Regions from separate parts of the Mus musculus genome. Here regions 1 and 2 are each linked to region 3. A link is a contact called in public ChIA-PET and promoter capture Hi-C data. All regions are on one chromosome and are shown on one strand. The core of a region is the stretch at or near the end of the contact, and the rest is flanking DNA. Distances in the headings are between cores, read along the strand shown.

Region 1 (2,811 bases), core at 61-2,560, 330 kb before region 3:
GAGGAAGCAGGAGCCAGCCGAGGACTATGAGATGACCTGGCCCCAGTCAGGGGAGACACTCTGAAGATGTGGGTCCCAGGCCAAAGATGGGCACCAGTGACTCCACATAGCTTCTATTCCTGAAGAATCCTGGAGCCAACCAGGAGATGGATCCTCAGGGACCCCTCAGAACCTAAAGCATCAGTCATCCCAAATCCCCACAACTTAGACCTCAGCCTGTGGTTCTCACCCTGTGAGCCCTGACCCCCTTAGGGTCAAAAGACCCTTTCACGGGGTCTCGCCTAAGAGCATTACAAAACATACATATTTCCAGTGCTTTAAGGAACTGAGACATCTGTCCTGTATCTGTCTCTGGGCAGGATGCCCACACCTGGAACTGTATTATAGCCTAGGAGTGTGGTGATGGCTTGTGTAGGGTTAATGATGGATCTAAAGGGAAAGTCTGAACTCAAGAGCATCCCTACAGAGCTGTAGACGCAAACACCCAGGATTAAAGTTTGCCTCTGTGATGCCAAGCCTCCTGCTCCAGACGAAGCAAGAAGAAGAAACTCGGGGCCTGAGCTTCAGCCTCTCCAGGCTGTTCCCGGGTAGAAAGGGAGATCATCCAGGAACAGACAGGAGGCTGAGGAGTCTGAGCAGTGAGCCTCAATGACGGGGCAAAGCCACCATGTACGATTCAGAGGCTAGGCTGGGGCCAGGACCCAAATCTGCCTCCATTCTTTGTAAATCTGCTTCTAATCTTACCCTTAGTTCCAAACCCATCACCAAATCCCAGCCTGAGTACCACACCCATCACCAAATCTTAGCCTGAGTACCAAACCCATCACCAAATCCCAGCCTGAGTACCACACCCATCACCAAATTCTAATCCTGAGCTCAAAACCCATTATCAAATCTCAGCCTGAGAACCAAACCTTTCATCACCTGTCTGCCAGGCAGTATCTGCATCAGAAAGCAAATTTTCCTGCAGCAAGTTCATGGCACCCCACATTTACATACATACACAAACACACACACACACACACACACACACACACACACACACACACACATGCCCTTTTGCCATAACCAAACCTCCATCTGCCTCTTATTGTCCTGGGAAAAGATGGAAGGAAACAGTGCTGGGTGCCCTTGGGGCCTAGCACAGAGTGACACTCACAGAGGATTCAAGTGAATGTCACTTTCCTGGGGGCCTGGGGGAAGGGCCTGAACCTGTCCCACAGGTGCCTATTGGCAGAGCCTATCCTATCCCCTTAGGCAACAAACCCCAAACCAGAAATGCAAGTCAGCCTGCCTCAGCCCTAGTCTGGGGCCAAACCAAACAAAACCAGAAGGGAAGTGCTGCTGCACAGAAGGGTGCCTGTCCCCAGAGGCCCTACCCTGAGGGATCATCTAGGAAGTCACCGGAGCTGACAGGCTTTCAGACAGCCTGGTGGTTATGGGCTCCAGTGCCCTTTCAGACTCTGGCTTTGATACAATGGGGCCCACTTTTTGGCTGTGCCTATCCTTTTCTCCAGCTGTGCTACTCAACCTCTCCTTTTCTCCAGCTGTGCCTGGGGAGGCCACATGGGACTCACAGGCTCTGGTTAGGGTCTTCCCCGTGCCTAGCCCAGGAGATGTACTGATGCAATGGCCACTTATTAGGGGTCTCATTCCAGAGATGGGAAGCAGAGGCCTGAGGCCATGAGACAATTATCTAAGAAAGCTGAGGCTCATGCAGGATTAACCCCCCTGTTTTCTGTCCCAGGTGTCGCACATACTGGGAATGGGGTGGGGGAGGCAGGGAGGAAACATATCTAGAAAGAAAGGGAACAGTTTGTGAGTAAGCTTACACAAAGTCAATGCTTTGTAGATGGGGCCTAGAACTCCTCATTCTATGCCACCCACCCAGGCAGGATCTCTGTGTACTGTGACCACTGTGGGCAGGTTCGGTCAGGCCAGTGTTCCTGGGAGAGCTAGCTGGGATGGTAGCGGCTTGAGGGCATATTCTAGGAGACCCGAGAACCCCCAGAAGTGTGGAATGGCAGGAGGGGGATACAAAGAGGGGAAAAGGGAGAGGGGATATATGGCAGGGTGGATTGTCCTGAGAATGGCATGGGCATAGATAGTGTCTTTGTGGAACCAGCTCTGGCAATGCTGAGAGGCCATGAGGGCAGAACAGCTCCATTCATCTCTTCATACACACTGCAGGGCAGCAGGGAACAAGGAGCTAGACCTCAAGGAAGAAATAAACTAGAGGCTAGACAAGCCACGTGTTGAGTGCTCTAGTAAAGAAGTTCGAGTAGTGGGGAACACACAATTTGGAGGGTGCTGCTACAGGCTGGGCTGATAAAAACCCACCCGGGGTGCCCCCAGGGATGCTAGCCTGCTCTGACAGGGCATTAGATCCCAATCATAACAAGCGGTTGCTCCCTGAGAGTGCTCATATCCCTCCAGGTCCGTATCCCCCGCAAGTCCATATCCTTCTATGTCTGTATTCCTCCAGGTCCATATCCCCCCATCTATCACTTCTTTAGCCAGGCTGGAGCAGGGTTAATTCTGTCCTTGTCTCGCCTGCTAGCAGCCACAGGAAATGAGCCAGGCCCTCTAAATGGAGCCATTGCCCGGGGCCTAATCAAATCCTCTCCCAAATGCAATCCAGAGCTTGGATCAGGCTGGGGAAGGATGGTATCGACGATGCCCAGAAGCACCTGCTCGCACCAGCTGTGGCTGCTGACCTCAGACGCCCACCAGCTACTGGGAGAAGGGGTAGTCAAGGGCCGCTGGGAGAGACCTACCTGGTACCGTACAGGCGCCAACTACAGAGCCATC
Region 2 (2,700 bases), core at 44-2,543, 400 kb before region 3:
TTGTTTGTTTGTTTTTATTCAAAACCTACGACAGTTTTTCCTTCTGTCTTGCAGTAGGTTTTAAAAGTGATTTTTGAGTGGCTGTGTCTCATTTTCGTTGCTGTGGTAAGACATCCTGTCAGAAGCAGCATGTGGGGGCAAAGGGTTTGCCTTGGCTCACTGTTCCAGGTTATAGTTCATCACAGTGGGAAAGTCAGCAAAGACGTAAGGAAGCCAGTGACATCACATCCAAGAACAGACTGGGAATAAGTGTGCGCATGCCTGTGCTCACTCTCTACACGCTCTACACTTAGATAGTACAAGATTCCCCCACCCCCACCTAGGGGATGGTTTCACCCACAGTGGGCTGGGTCTTCCCACCTCAGCAATAAAGACAATCCCCCACAGACATGTTTACAGGCCATTCCATGATCTAGACAATCCCTCACTGAGACTCCCTTCCCAGGTGATTCTAAAACTCACCACCACACTGCCCTATTGTTCTAAAAACCTCATCTTTCCCTGAAATTGTCTTAGGACGCTGTGGTCTGTGATGTTTTTGACACAGGCACCTTAAGATTATAGGCACATCTGCCTGGAGTCTTCTAGAGACCTGACCTGAGGCTTGATGTGTGGAGAGGAGTTCCTGTGAATAGGATTCTGGGGGCCTGGGTTCTCCTGGGGCCTCTTCTGCCTGAGATGCTGTCGCTAAGCTATCTTTACCTTTGTCTCCTGCACTTACCCGCAAGGCGTTCACTTTCAGAGCTGCCATTGAATTTTATACCAGCCCGCAGGTGCTGAGCAGGAATCGTCACCCATTCTGAAGATGACAAAACTGAGCCCCAGAGACACAAAAGTGTCATCTGAGATACACACCGAGTTTTGGAAAGAAGCTTTCCTTATTTTTGGTTGCTGACTTCCAGTCTGAGCCAGAGGTGCCTTCCCTTTCCCAGTGAGAAGAGAGATAGCCTTCAGCAGAATGGCCCAGAACTGTGTAGTTCACAGGCACCAGGAGCCCGTGTGGCTTGGCCAGAGTCAAAGAGGAGGGGCTGCCTGCTGGCAGTACTTCACAGTCTCTGGAGGCAGAACTCTTGAGCTTTGGCCTCAGGGACCAGGTTGGTGGAAGGAGCAGTTCGGGGGTTCACTCCACTCCTGAAGCTGAAGAACAGCCTGGTATAGCTTGAGATGTGGAGGGACCTTGACAAGGAGTCAGGGCCCTACCTGGATTCAAGTGTGCTCTCAGCATAAGCACTGACTGGGGCAGGCAGGTCATGTGGATGAGGTGATGAGTGTCCCCTCCGGGAGGCATCCAGACAGAGGCTGACAGACTGTCATCTCTGGATCTCCGATGAGGTATGAACGGTGACATTAAGCCTCAGTAGCTCTTCTAACAGGAAACAGAGGCAAACCGCAAAGCTTCAGCCCCGGCCTCTCCCTCCAGCAATCCCAAGAATGTGGTTGAGGGCCCAGGGTTGGAGGCCATGCCCACAATCCCCCTGTGGCTTGGCAGGGAGCAGAGGGTCTCCCAAGGAGGAGATAAGCACTGAAGTAAGACTCGGGAAACTCTGCAGTGTTAATAGCAGGGCTGCACAGATTCTGTGCACTTCTCTCTCAGCCATTCAAGAGAGTATCACTCTTCCTGTCTGGAGGGCTGGCTTCACATGTTGTCGTGAAACAGACGGGTGGAGAAGACATGCAGAGGAGACGGCTCAGTAAAATACATCAATGCAGACAGGCGGAGTTGAGCTCCCCACTCAGCCACATAAAAGCCAAGCACATAGGTGCATACTTGGGGTCCCAGTAAGGGAGGAGGGGAAAGACAGGAGGATCCTGGGCTAGCGGGCCAGCCAGTCTAGCCAATCAGCAAACTTTAGATCCTTCGAGGGACTTTGTCTCAGAAAATAATGTGAAGAGAAATTAAAGAAGACACTCATTGTTGACCTCTGGCCTCTACAGGCAAGCATAAGCATATACATGTGTGTGCACACACATGTGTGCCCGGACACACACACACACACACACACACACACACAGAGAGAGAGAGAGAGAGAGAGAGAGAGAGAGCAGACCCATGAATACATGATGTGCAGTCTGTCCAGCACTCAGAACAGAAAAGTGTCATAGGCAATAGCAAAACTAAAGGATCCTGGGGACACACTAGTGGGACAAAGAAGTTTCCAGAAAAGGCTGAGCAGAAATGAACAGCAGCCAAGCAGGATGTCCCTCAGCACTCTCTAAAACTAAAGCCATGAACAAGTGAAGCTCAGCTGAGAAACAGCCCAGGCATCCCCCGGCTCACCTGCCTGTCACAGCAACCTGTCCTGAACCCTGGAGCCTGAGATGAGGTCCAGGGTCAGCAGGCAGGGAAAATGGTGAGTATCACCAAGATGGCTACAGCCATGTCAGGTTGAGTCACCCCACTTGCCGTAGCATGTCCTCATCCTAGCTCCTCCCTGGGCCTCAGTTTCCCCATGTGAAAAAATGTAGAAGAGACCGGATGTTGATTTCTAACCACGGTTGGCTTAGAACCAGTTTCAGAGTACACAGAGAAAATTGAAGCTATTTCTTCTTTCTGGGGCCAAGTGCACTAAAACACTGGGGTCTGAGTGAGGGAGTGAGTCTGAGTCCCACCCACCCTAAGTCCCTCTCACCATCTGAGCATCCCCCCCACTCCAAGCCCCAGGGCTCCAGATGTGGAGCTCCTCTGGGCCCACAGCCAGA
Region 3 (2,925 bases), core at 343-2,842:
TACAGGCTCCAGTCCTACCACCCAGATTCCAGTGTATCACTGCTTTACCAGTCAGATTTCACTGTTCTAACCATCTTAATCTGTAAAATAAACACAGGAAGCAGGCCAGCAGCCTTATCCTCAGATAAACAGGAATAATTTACTCACAAAAATTGTAAGTAACATATAATATTTCTAACTACACTATTTCCCCTTCCCCCTCCCCTGGAGTTTTAGACAATAGTACAGTCACCTTCAATGAACAAAAGAGACCAAGCAACCCAGACAGTTCACAGCCAGTACAGCATTTTTATCTTTCTGGAAGCTACCTATAAAAGACAAGAGCCACTGCTTGGCTCTTTGGGTCGCACGGGGGAAAAAAAAAACCGAGAGTAAATTAAGGAACAAGGGAACAAAGCTAAGTTATATTATTCAATCTAATAAAAAATTAATGAGAATCCACTGTGGGCAAGAAGACTTACAAGTTAGTAGTTCAAAAACTGTAATAAAAAGCCCCACAGGGGAAGTGCCAAGAGGTACAAAGTTCTCTGGGAGAGAGCTTCCAATCTCTTTAGTATCATCAGAAGAGACTAAAACATTCCGGAAAGGGACACTTACAGGATCAACCTGACTGGGAAGAAAACCAGAAAGAACTCCAATGAGAACTGTGGAAATGGACACTGGGACACACTATCTGCTTAGCCACAGCGTGGCTAAGCAAGATCGTTCAAAAAAAAAAAAAAAAAAACCCAAAAACAAAAACAAAACAGGCTAACCAAAGAAATATAGAAGAAAGACATGCAACAGAGTGGGCGAAAACTGGAGGCAGAAAAGTCAGCGACAACCAATGTTGACTTAAAACCTTGGCAACAAAACTCAGCTCAGCAAAACTGGATTGAGGACTTTCTACCTTCAAAGTCTCGTCCATCATCCACCCTCCCGAATATCCCAGCTCTTCTGGACCTCTCTTATCTGGACTTTAGAAACAGGGTCCTTTCCCAAGTCCTATGCCACACAGTCTAGTTAAGGGCCAGGCTTCCTCACTCATCAGCTCTCTAAACCCTGATACAAAGGACCAGGTCTGCTCTTCACTCTGTGTGACCTCGGACTAGTCACCCAAGTGGCTAGTTCTTCTGTCTTCTTGCCTGCAGATCAGTTTATTACGAAGAGACCCGGATCAGACTCGATGATTTCAGAGATTTAAAACCTTGAAAAAGCGCATATGGAGACACTGGACACGCGGTCCTTTGCGTAGATGGGGAAACTGAGGCACCGAGCACCCTGCCCTAAGGTCATAACAGCAATGTCGCTGTAAGATCCCTGCCACTGTTCGGCTCAGATCCCATGACTTCTAGTCCGGGGCTCTTTCTCCTTCCGCCCAGCTTAAGGGAGCTGCGGGGGGTCCAGGGTTCGGGAGGGAAAAGGACAGCGAACACGCCGGGTTTGGGAAAAGGAGGGGAGTGACCTTACCTTCACAGGGTAAGCCCCGCCGCCTTAGTCTTCCTCTCAGAACTGGATCCCCTAGTCCGGTACGGACTTCTACCAAGCCCCCGCCACTACTGCCCGGCTCGACGTGTCCCACGACCGCAGTAAAGGCCGCGGATTCCCGCCCTGGACCCGCCCCCTGGGTGATCCCACCAATCACCGCTCAGAACCTAGGAACTCCACCTCCTCGGAGGGCTGGTGAGGCCTTGCGTCACTGGGAGCTCACCTCCTCATTTGCCTTTGCTCCACCTCCTCCACCGCTGGGTCTCCTCTGGGCCTCACTACCCTGAGAGAGTTTGTCCTGCCGGAAAGCAGCTCGCCGCCACGGCGTTTTACGTTACCGGCGGTGACAGGCCCTGGGAACATCCAACTTCCTCCTCCCTTCAGCTGGGCGAAAGCCGACGTGATGTTCGGTGCCGGAGACGAGGATGACACCGACTTCCTCTCGCCAAGCGGCGGGTGAGTGATTGAGGAACGGGACCCGAGCGCTGGGCTGAGAGACTGGCGCGGTGGCTGCAGGGGTCGGGCTCTTCTCAGGCCGCTTCCCAACTTCCGGGTCTAGACAGACCCTCGGCGCGTTCCACCGCTCAGCCTTCGCATTCTGAGTAGCGGTGTCACCTCGGCCCGTCTGGGTTCAGGAACTGGAACCTCCCTTGACACCCTTTTGCTTTGTGAATCACACTTTCTCCAGTGAAATGGAGAGGATTGCTGGGGAGACTGCTTGCCTCGGAGTTTATATAGGAGTCAGCTCCTATAATAAATATACGAGCTGTAAACTCAAGAGACTTTCTCTTCCCCGAGAACAGGATGGTGACACTTTGAACCAGGACCTGGTGGGCCATCTCTGGCATCCTTCAAAGCCTACTTCAGAGGTTACCTTTTTGGTGATTCTTTGCTTTCACAGTCCCGGGAGGAATAGTCTGCTTCATCTTCCATATTTCCACAAGCCTTAGCACATGGAACCTACTGAAATCTAAGCCCTGACTGAACTGCTTATGGTTGCTCATTTCTGTCTAGGTCTCAGAACAGTAACTCCTGGTGCACATTGATTGCTCACGAAGTGCCTGCGAAATTATGCTTTTTAAGCCCTAAGGTGTAACGCCAATGGGAAAGACTATTCGTTTTCTTCTGCTTTCAAACATCATATATGCCATCTTGGGAGAGAAGTCTTTAACGGCAGGCTAGATCCACCCCACCCCCCCCCTTTAATAATTAGCTCAGTGTTTTCCCTTGCGTTGTCCTAGTGGACCTCATGTCTCCCTTCAGACTTGTTAACTGCAAAGCTCACATCTTTGCACAGCCCTTCTTTGAACGCCTGCTTTACAAGTTTTGTGCATAGTGATGAACCTACTTAAGAATGACTGACACATCATCCTACCAATAATGATTAGTCTCCTAGAATACTGGGCAGTCAATACAGGAGTGACCATAAGATGACTGGCTTTCTTTTGATTGTGTGTG

What was found. Promoter capture Hi-C pulls out the DNA fragments that hold promoters and counts their contacts. ChIA-PET counts read pairs in DNA pulled down with a chosen protein or histone mark.
Region 1: a contact with region 3 is called in a promoter capture Hi-C map of pre-B cells, with 2.0 times the contacts expected there. The contact joins the enhancer-like site here to the promoter of Slc31a1 in region 3. A contact is called at or near these places in 4 of 39 promoter capture datasets (the C10 cell line, frontonasal cranial neural crest and pre-B cells), 4 of 484 Hi-C or Micro-C datasets (Th1 cells, muscle stem cells, pre-B cells and 1 more), 4 of 115 datasets of contacts at active chromatin or transcription factors (bone marrow-derived macrophages, embryonic stem cells, memory CD8 T cells and 1 more) and 2 of 9 other capture datasets (liver and pancreatic islet).
Region 2: an RNA polymerase II ChIA-PET map of memory CD8 T cells shows a contact between it and region 3, with 46 read pairs. The contact joins the enhancer-like site here to the promoter of Slc31a1 in region 3. A contact is called at or near these places in 5 of 39 promoter capture datasets (cranial neural crest, liver, maxillary cranial neural crest and 2 more), 4 of 484 Hi-C or Micro-C datasets (CD4 T cells, CD8 T cells, Th1 cells and 1 more) and 7 of 115 datasets of contacts at active chromatin or transcription factors (astrocytes, bone marrow-derived macrophages, cardiomyocytes and 4 more).

Annotation. Positions count from the first base shown.
Region 1 is chr4:62,685,445-62,688,255 of GRCm38.p6, reverse strand. All of the region lies in intron 10 of Rgs3 (regulator of G-protein signaling 3), which reads right to left. Among named protein-coding and RNA genes, the nearest start is that of Gm52741, 17 kb to the right of the region's middle. Within about 2 kb of position 1,310, at least 135 of the 459 cell types and tissues checked have an H3K27ac peak or open chromatin away from gene starts, as enhancers often do. A contact at or near this core is called in Th1 cells, memory CD8 T cells, pre-B cells and 1 more, where this site is marked.
Region 2 is chr4:62,755,759-62,758,458 of GRCm38.p6, reverse strand. No RefSeq gene overlaps it. Among named protein-coding and RNA genes, the nearest start is that of Gm30699, 18 kb to the left of the region's middle. Within about 2 kb of position 1,293, at least 79 of the 459 cell types and tissues checked have an H3K27ac peak or open chromatin away from gene starts, as enhancers often do. A contact at or near this core is called in CD8 T cells, Th1 cells, memory CD8 T cells and 1 more, where this site is marked.
Region 3 is chr4:62,359,368-62,362,292 of GRCm38.p6, reverse strand. It overlaps Slc31a1 (solute carrier family 31, member 1), which reads right to left and starts at 1,592. Exons shown (of 5, transcript NM_175090.4): 1 at 1,450-1,592. It overlaps Fkbp15 (FK506 binding protein 15), which reads left to right and starts at 1,697. Exons shown (of 28, transcript NM_001045528.2): 1 at 1,697-1,923. The coding sequence starts at 1,871.